3 separate regions of the Mus musculus genome follow, and all the other regions are linked to region 1. Evidence: chromatin contacts called from public promoter capture Hi-C data. All regions are on one chromosome and are shown on one strand. Each heading gives the region's core, a stretch centred on a gene start, on an enhancer-like site or on the middle of the called end of the contact. The rest is flanking DNA. Distances are from core to core; before and after follow the strand shown.

Region 1 (2,956 bases), core at 240-2,739:
ATGAATGAGAAAAACATGATGTTGGACGGTCAAGTAGTCTCCCTTTTTGCTCAAGGAAACGGATATGGATGCCAATGACAAAGATTCTTTCCAGAAAAACTCTTTTCACAGGTGAGGTTTCTTTTCTTTTTCCTTTCCTTTTTCTCCTTCCTTCCTTCCTTCCTTCCTTCCTTCCTTCCTTCCTTCCTTCCTTTCTATAGAGATAAAACCCCAAACCCTCTAAAGTCTAGCTTGCAGTATCAAAATGGATCCCTACAAAGCCTATCTTCCTCTAAGATTCTTCCTACATGCTCTCTTTCTCTTATTTGTTATTCTTTCTATTTAGAGCAGCTTGCATTTTCTCTCCAAATTCTTTTTTGGATAATCCGTTTTATGCATCTTGTTTAGTACAAGCCACATATTTATAAATGTTACACATCTCCTCCTAGTATAGAGTTTGATAAGTACACTGACATATGAAATGTACCAAATAGTACTAAAATTTAAGAGGTGGGTGATTATTTTTAAAATGAAAGATGAATTACTTATACAATTACTCGGTGGCCGGAAAGGTCTCCAAAACCCAAAGTGAAAAAAACACTAACTTCAAAAGTCAGTCTGCAGATACTGCCAGGTAAAGCACGGCACGGACTGACCCAACTCACACAGAAGCGAGAGTCATTTACAGGGCTAAAAACCAAAAGAAAATGAATTTGTAATCAAACGCAGTAGGAGACAGTTTTAAGAATCCGCAATTACTAATTAGATAATGATTTTACTTCAAAGAAGTCATAGGTCTCTCATGACACCCTTCGGCTCTTCTCCTTCTAGTGTCCTTCCAGCGCCTTTCAGGCGTGCGTTCTCTTGTAAGCACCTGCAGCACTGAAGTCCACCCTGGCTAGCATCACTTTGCGTCGCTACAACACCCTTTCCGAATTTTGAGGCTAACTGGATCCGAAACCCGAAATTGCTAGGAAAGTGAAAGCAGAGGTCCCTTTGGCTCTGGTTGTCCTCTCGACACACCCGGGTAGCCCCGGCTTAACAGGGCTGCGCTCCGCCGCTCCCTCTACCTCAACCCCAATGTCTTCTGGATGCCCGATCAGCAGCTCCGCACTTCTGGCCCCGCGACTAGTCCCACTTCCCGGGTGTCCCACCCAGTGGGGACTGCAGGCCCCGGCGCACGTGCGCATCCTCCCATTCATTGGATCGCCGGCTGTCATTGGCATGGTGACCTCTACGCCGCGGACAGCGCGCGCGTCCCGGCCTCACCTGCGCGCGGGTGTCCGAGGCGGCACGTGTTCCGAGAGGCTCCACACAGCCAGGTCGTTCCCGCCGCGGGCTCCCGACCGCGGTCGGCCTCCAGGAGCAGCCACGCCGCCAGCACGACCAGCGCATAGCCATGGTTCAAGTCTGAAAGTCGCGGCGGGCCGTAGCTCCGCCTCTGCCCCAAGCCCAAACCCGGAGCCGGAAGCTGGGCACCGGAAGCGCGAAGCCGCACCCTGTTCCCCACCCGGTCGCCTGTCCTCTTCAACCCTCCTCGGAGCCACTGGCTCTAGTCGGGAGCCGCGTCCGCTTTTATCCAGAAATGTGCGTCCGAACTGTTGTCCTACGCGGGACAAAGCGTGCAGAAATCTGGTTCCGGTACCTGCTAACCCTGAGGCCATTGTTTTCGCAATGCCAAGCTCCGAGTGGACGTGCCAACTTCCTCTAATTAGTCTACGCTGTGGGTTATTGTGTAACAGAAGCTAAGTTGACCTTATCTCTTAGCTTTTGGACTCTATCCTGAAAGCCTTAGAGATGTATACATGCATAGTTTAGCGGTTTTGTTCATGTCTGGATATGGGAGACCAACCCTTGGATGTAATGAACTACGCAAAATTAATTTTTTTTCGTTATCTTATCTCGCCGTGTAGACCAGATTGGCTTTGTATAGACCAGATTGGGTTCAAATTGACCATCCTGCCTCAGCCTATTGCTGCTGAGATTACCGACCTGCGTCCCCATTTCCAACTCTATTTGCTAATGCATACAGTGCAGCTCAGGATGCTCAAGAAAATGTTTTTATTGTCGTTGTTTCATTTGTTCATTTTGCCTGTCGCATGTCGGATTTATTCCGAAGTTGAAACAGCATTTTTATAACACTTTCATCAAATGATTATACATGCTCGTAATAATCTTACGCCATAATCTTAGGTGGAGGCAATGAGAGGCAAGCGCTGGGGAGACTGAAGAAGTTTACTGCCTTCCCATGTTGATGTTTTTTTTCCCATTCATTCATTAATTCATTTTACATCTCGACCCCCCTCTCCTCCCAGTCTCCCTCCTAGGAAGAAATAAACCAGCTGTAATTTTCTGAATCATAATTTTTTTTCTTGTTTGCAACACACTTAAAGAGGGTTAACCCTAAAGTTGAGCTCATTATTTTCTTATTAGGTTTCTATGTTAAAAATGGAGGTTATACATGTATGAAACTTGTCAAAATAAAACGTTTGCTGTTTAGGGTTTTGACTGAGTGGTTGGGTGTTTTCCTAGCATGCACAACATCCTGGGTTCCATCCCAACACCACAAATTACTTAATGAATGAGTGAATGAAATAATCAAATAGGTAGGCTTTGCCTAGATAAGTGTAGCAATAAATACTTTCATGTTCTTTTGACAATGTTATGACCTGTGGTATATTGTTATTGGTAATCTTCCTTTGCAGGTAGGGCAACAGGAATAACCCACAGGGAGAAGGATAGCAATCCACAATTCTGCTGGGCATTTTTTAATGTAAAAATTATCCAGATTAAAACAAAAGCCCTGGCTCTTAAAAAGAAGTTGTAGTGGGTTGTGGTATAAGCAAAAGAGCACGTTCCTAGTATAGTCAAGTCCCAGGTTAGACCCTCATTACCAACACAGACACAAAATCATTGAGCTGTAGTATCCAAGATGCAAGATAACTAGGAAATATATGTGAAGTCATTTAAGGCTTCT
Region 2 (2,721 bases), core at 197-2,696, 670 kb after region 1:
TGAAATATTTTAAACCAAAACCTACATAACTTATGCAAAAGAACTGTATTCTGAAGTATATTTGAACTTTCCAGTGTTTATCCATTATGATTGTTAGTATCACCATCTCATGAACTTTCAAATGTTTTTTTATGTGACAGATACAAGTTACTTTTCAAAGAATATAGGCACCAAAATATATTAGGATGCCAAGATATATTTCAAAAAGAAAGCCTGGGTGATGCTATGCCGTAATGTGTTGTACACTCGCACACACACACATACACACACCCACACACCTACACATGAGAGAAAGAGAGAGGGGGGAGGGGGAGGGGGGCAGGGAGAGCTTGTCTACAAGACCATCAAATCAAATGTAATCTTTTCATTTGTATTTTTGTTCCTGTAGTAAAAAGAGGGGGACAAGATGGATGGAAGTAATTCTTCCCATGCTAGACATCACACAGATGAACACATTGTCTTTGAAAGCACACATATCCCTGCATTTCCCCATTTTAAGATGTAGAGTATAATGAAAGCCCAAAATATGAAAAACTAAAATGGCACAGATAGAATGCACTTTTGCTCATGGATCAAAATCTGGCACTTAGGCCTCTGCAAATCCGGAAAAACTGTCAACTTTACCACCTACCATTAGTTAAGCTAGAAAACAACGCATAATAAAATTCCAAAGCATGAATGTCCCAACCGCAGCTATGGTTCTGAGACAGTAACACAACAGAAAAAAGAAAAAAAAAATCATAGCATTATAGGAATAAACATTCAAGATCTGAAAAAAAGACATCAGAAATTGAACTTTGGAACAATTTAGACAGAAATGTTAACAGTTTCACACAGCTAACAGGGAATGCAAAGCAGCTCATGTTTTGTGCTTGGTGTAAAACCCTGAAGCTAATGGATTGATGCGAATTATAAAACCCGAAGGGTTAAGAGCAAATGGAAGATCAGTTACTTCACCAAGAAACTCATGAAAATGCTTAGGGTTTTCCAAAAAATATGTGTGTGCGCACCTGTGTGACATTCACATGCACTTTTAGAGTCACTGCTAGTTAGTTCAAGACGCAGGACCAATTCCAATACTACTTTTAGCTCCCATTATAATGGGAATTTCAGCAAGGTGCAAAAACAGAAGTCCTGAACTGGGCAGCGGATGAAAATTCAAATGCTCTCTAGCACCTGCTTCCTCTTCTCTACAAACCCTATTCCTCAGGTCACTATTTTCCCTCTGAAACAGGGACGCCACAGGTCTGCCAGTCCCGCCGGGTTCAGCTCAAGTCCCGGCCCCGCTGGGCTCACCCACACTCACTCTGCATATGAGCCAGGCGTTCTAAGGTCTGCAGGCTCCTTCCCCAGGTGGGTGCACAGTGTGGCCACTCCAATTCCTCTGCTGGCCCAATACTGGGATTTTGCACCGCCCTAGCGCGCCGCCGGGTCCCCTACAGAGGGGCGGGGCGAGGCCGGGCGGAGCGGAGCGGGGCGGGCCCCGTGGCACCTCCCAGGGCGGACCCAGGTCGCCCAGAGTTGCTGTCCAGTGGTTAGCTAGATGCTCATCCAACCCAGACGCTCCTGAGTCCTGGCCAAGCCTCCTGGCCCTGCCCAGAAACCACAGGGCTGCACCAGTGCTTGGGACACTCCTCTCCCACTGTGACTCACCTAAGCCTCAAAAAACTGTCCCCCAACAGGACCACCTTCCCCATGCCCAAAACAAGCTCGCATTCCAGGCCTCCACCCCTGGACAACTTCTCTTTGACCCTTGAGAAAGTTGGGGCTGGAATCACGGGGCTGGGACTTCTGCACTACAGATAGAGCCTATCATAACCAGATCTCTACCTTCACCTGCCTCCTGGGACAGTCCAGTCCGTTCCCACACGCCTCACAGACTGGGATACCAGAATGGGTCCATGCTTGCTAAGCTCCCTGGACAGTTCTAATAGGCATTTTGGGTTATCTCTTCTTCCCCTTCAAGGTCAAAATGTCCTTAGATTTTGTCACTGATCTAAACGGGCCTACTGTTCATATCAAAAGGAAAAAAATTGCAAGAGACATCCAGAAGGTCATCTAACCCTTAGCTACCTTTATAAATATAAAAATGAGTATTTGAATAGACATTCAAAACCCTCCCCATAAGATGGTTTTCTATAGAGTAACTGAACTGTGGATTTTTATTTTGCAGAACATCAAATCAAAGATTAACATAAACAGCTCAAACATTTTAAGTTATATCATTTTAAAGAAAAAGATCACCATGAATATACTTTAACACAAATCTAGTCGTTGTTGGATGTACTGAAAAATCAATGAGGCCAGGTATGAGAGCAACACACGCATCATGGGTTCAAGGCCAGCCTGAGTTATGTAGTGAAACCTTGTTCAGAAACCATAAACAATGAACGAATATCCAAGTTCCATATTCAGTAAAAAGCAATGATTTCACTACAGGCAAACAATACATAAACATACATAGAAAACTTGATCTCATTCAGAACTGGGAAATAACCAAATGATATCGAGAAAAACAGATGAAAATGTGGTCATGGGAATTTTAAAAACAGGTCTGTTGGGGAAATAGTTATAAAATATTTTATTGGGAGGTACAAGATCCCTAAGTGAAAAGGTAAGATTTTAAAAAGTAATTTAAACAGATCCTTGAACAGTGTGGGAACTTATTAGTACTTTTGGCAATAGTGGAATGCAGCCTCTTACACTTTAAAAAATGTGCCT
Region 3 (3,031 bases), core at 338-2,837, 680 kb before region 1:
CTTCTTCCTGACCTTCTTGACTTGAGACCAAAGCCTTGTAGCCTTTGTCTTCAGCCCATAAGCTCCTGTTGATGGACTGACTCAACAGTTCAGGACATGTTACACAACTTGAGAAACAATCAACCATCCTATCTTTCTTCAAACTGAGCAACCTCCAAAGTAAGGTAGGAAAAAAAGTTCAGGGCTTTAATAGCCTAACCCTCAAGAAAAGATTTCATTTTTGTCTATTAAGTCACCCACTATTCTGCTTTGCACAGGGTCTTTTTCTGTGTCTGCTGTGTGCCTGTTTCCTCATTCCCAAATAAATATATTCCTTTAGCTACTGATTCTGTTTGCAGAGCATAAGATTTCTCTGTTGTTACCTGGGTGTTCAGTTAACTAGGGGCTGGATTGTGGTAGTTATGTTTGTTAACTTGATAAGTCTCAGACTAAGTCCAAAAAAGGTGATCTGACAGTCTGGATTCATCATTGTGCTTCTGCACACTGGATGCAATGTGACCTGCTGCCTTAAGCTCCCATTACCATGTCTTTATTGCCACGATGGACTGTGTTTTCTTAGCAATCCAAATAAATCCCTCTTTCCGTACATGGCTTTCCTGGGGTATTTTGTTGCAGGAATAGGACAAGTAGCTAATGTAAGAGTGCCAATAACCAAGTTGTGGTATCATCCATTTCTATAAACTCCAAATGGCTAAAGAAAGGAAGCAGTAACCTTAATATTACCATTTTTAGTTTAGTACGGTTCACTCTCCAGTTGTTGGCTGATCTTGTACAAAGGAACTCTACAGACTCCTTTCTTGTATGAAAAGTCCCCTTCATTCCCTCCAACCTAAAATGCCTTACGTGCAACTATTTACCCACACAGACTTGGGTTTCAGCTTTTAATACAGTTTGGGGGTCAGAATGGGAGGTGAGCAAACGTTACACCCAGATGCAGTCTTAATGGGCACAGGGCCTCACTGTTTCCTCACTGTAACAGGATTTTCTGAGTCAGGAGGCATCACTGGGCTTCTATCTATCTATCTATCTATCTATCTATCTATCTATCTATCTATCTATCTATCTATCTATCTATCGCTCCGGGCATCCCTGGGCTTCTATCTATGTATCTATGTATCTATCTAATCTACCTATCGCTACCTACCTATTATCTACCTATCTACCTATCATCTACCTATATCTACCTACCTACCTACCTACCTACCTACCTACCTACTTACCTACCTACCTCTATCTATCTATCTATCTGTCTGTCTATCTATCTATCTATCTATCTATCTATCTATCTATCATCTATCTATCAATCATCTATCTATTGCTCGGGGAAAACTTCCTATCTACCTCTATCTATCTGTCTGTCTATCTATCTATCATCTATCTATCTATCTATCTATCTATCTATCTATCTATCTATCTATCTATCTATCTATCTATCTATCTATCTATCTATCTATCATCTATCTATCAATCATCTATCTATTGCTCGGGGAAAACTTCCTATCGGTAGTTGCGAGGTATATGGGAAGCAGGAAATTGCTCGCAAAGCCGCCGCCGGAAGTTCCGGGCCTCGGAGCAGGAAAAGCTACTTGGCGCACGCGCCCTGATGACTGGCGGGGCGGAAACTGGACGCCCGAGCCTCAACACCTAGAGCGGGCTCGGGCTAGGCGCACTCTTTGGCGGCGGGTGTGTTTAATCTTGGGGAAGAAGTTTAGCAGCCGGTGAGGACAAGGAGGGAGGCCGGGAGGAGGATGCGGCTTGGCCGGGGGGTGCCCGCTGCAGGAGCTCGCCGCCGCCTCAGCCTCGGTCCCCGGGGCCGCCGAGGGCCCGCCCGCCGCCCCGCGTGTCCGGGTAGGTGTTCCGGCCGCCGGCCGGTGCTGGGCTGCCTCCCTCTCAGCTTTCCAGTCCTTGGTGCTCCGGCCCACGCCCTACGGCCCTGCCCCTCTCTCCCTTAGGCGGTTCTGCTTCCTCTGGACGTCCATGTCCCTTCCGGAGTGCAGTGCTGCGCTCCCCGGTCCCCCTTTGCTCGAGTCTAACTCCTTCCTCATCTGCATCCAGGAATCTACTACGCCCGCACTTTTATGCCTTCTCCTGTCTTCCTGAAGCAAAGAACTGCACCCCGATAGTCTTCATCCGTCCTCTCAAATGGGTTCTGAAAGCTGTCGTCCCTGTTAGCTCATTTTAGGGCGCCTTAAGCTCCCCGGACCAGGAGTGTCCGTCTCCAACCACATTCTTGCCCCTAACAGCTCATATTTACCAGGACATGACAAGCCAGCCCCATGATTAGGGTCAGTTCTTGAATATAGAAATGTGTCTTCCCTTTTTATCTTTTGCTGCTGTCTTTCCTGTTAATTCTCTATCTTAGGTATGCATGTTTGTGTTGACCGAAAGGAAAAGAATGATAGAATTTTCGCCCTCCAAGAAATTGACAGTCCCTATAGAAATAAAAGCCACTCCTTCAATTTCCATGACTGAATACAGTGCCTAAGCTGTCTGCCCATTTTCCCCTGGTGTCTGACACTTCGCATATATCTGAATAATTTTGGGCTTAGTTTGCCCCACTAGGAGACTTTACTTATATTCTTGTACAGTTGAAACCTCCTCTTTATTGGGGTGGAAGGAGAAGTAGTAAAAGACTGGGGAAATTACATTCCCCCCACCCCTCATGATAGAAGTGGCAGAATATTTCAAATTATTATTCCCACATTCCTAAGAGAAATGTTGCTCCATGGTTAGGAGCTCAGAGAGTAGTTGAATTGCCGAACATTCTACCCAGCAAGCTCGGTTCTGGCTTTGAGAAAGTCACTTATCTTTTCCAGCCTTTAGTAGTCGTATAGCTATAAAGAAGGTGGTGACAATACTCTTTGGTAGTAGTGCTTGAACAAATGAAATGCAGGTAAAGTACCTGTCAGGGCCTGGAATGTGCTAAGTGCTTCTGAAATGTTACCCTTTTATAGCCTGATTCTATTCAAGTGCTGGTAAGTTGATTCTAAGAGAGGAAAGTAAGAATTGAGAGGTACTGTGTTGTTATTAC

Evidence for each region. Promoter capture Hi-C pulls out the DNA fragments that hold promoters and counts their contacts.
Region 2: a contact with region 1 is called in a promoter capture Hi-C map of embryonic stem cells, with 2.2 times the contacts expected there. The contact joins the promoter of Myo3a here to the promoter of Pdss1 in region 1. A contact is called at or near these places in 3 of 39 promoter capture datasets (cranial neural crest, embryonic stem cells and neural stem cells).
Region 3: a promoter capture Hi-C map of pre-B cells shows a contact between it and region 1, with 3 times the contacts expected there. The contact joins the promoter of Spopl here to the promoter of Pdss1 in region 1. A contact is called at or near these places in 4 of 39 promoter capture datasets (the C10 cell line, the HPC-7 cell line, liver and 1 more) and 1 of 115 datasets of contacts at active chromatin or transcription factors (memory CD8 T cells).

Annotation. Positions count from the first base shown.
Region 1 is chr2:22,894,055-22,897,010 of GRCm38.p6, reverse strand. It overlaps Pdss1 (prenyl (solanesyl) diphosphate synthase, subunit 1), which reads right to left and starts at 1,489. Exons shown (of 11, transcript NM_019501.3): 1 at 1,249-1,489. The coding sequence starts at 1,380.
Region 2 is chr2:22,226,228-22,228,948 of GRCm38.p6, reverse strand. It overlaps Myo3a (myosin IIIA), which reads right to left and starts at 1,446. Exons shown (of 34, transcript NM_148413.3): 1 at 1,307-1,446. The coding sequence starts at 1,313.
Region 3 is chr2:23,570,660-23,573,690 of GRCm38.p6, reverse strand. Spopl (speckle-type BTB/POZ protein-like) reads left to right here and starts at 1,587. Exons shown (of 11, transcript NM_029773.2): 1 at 1,587-1,848.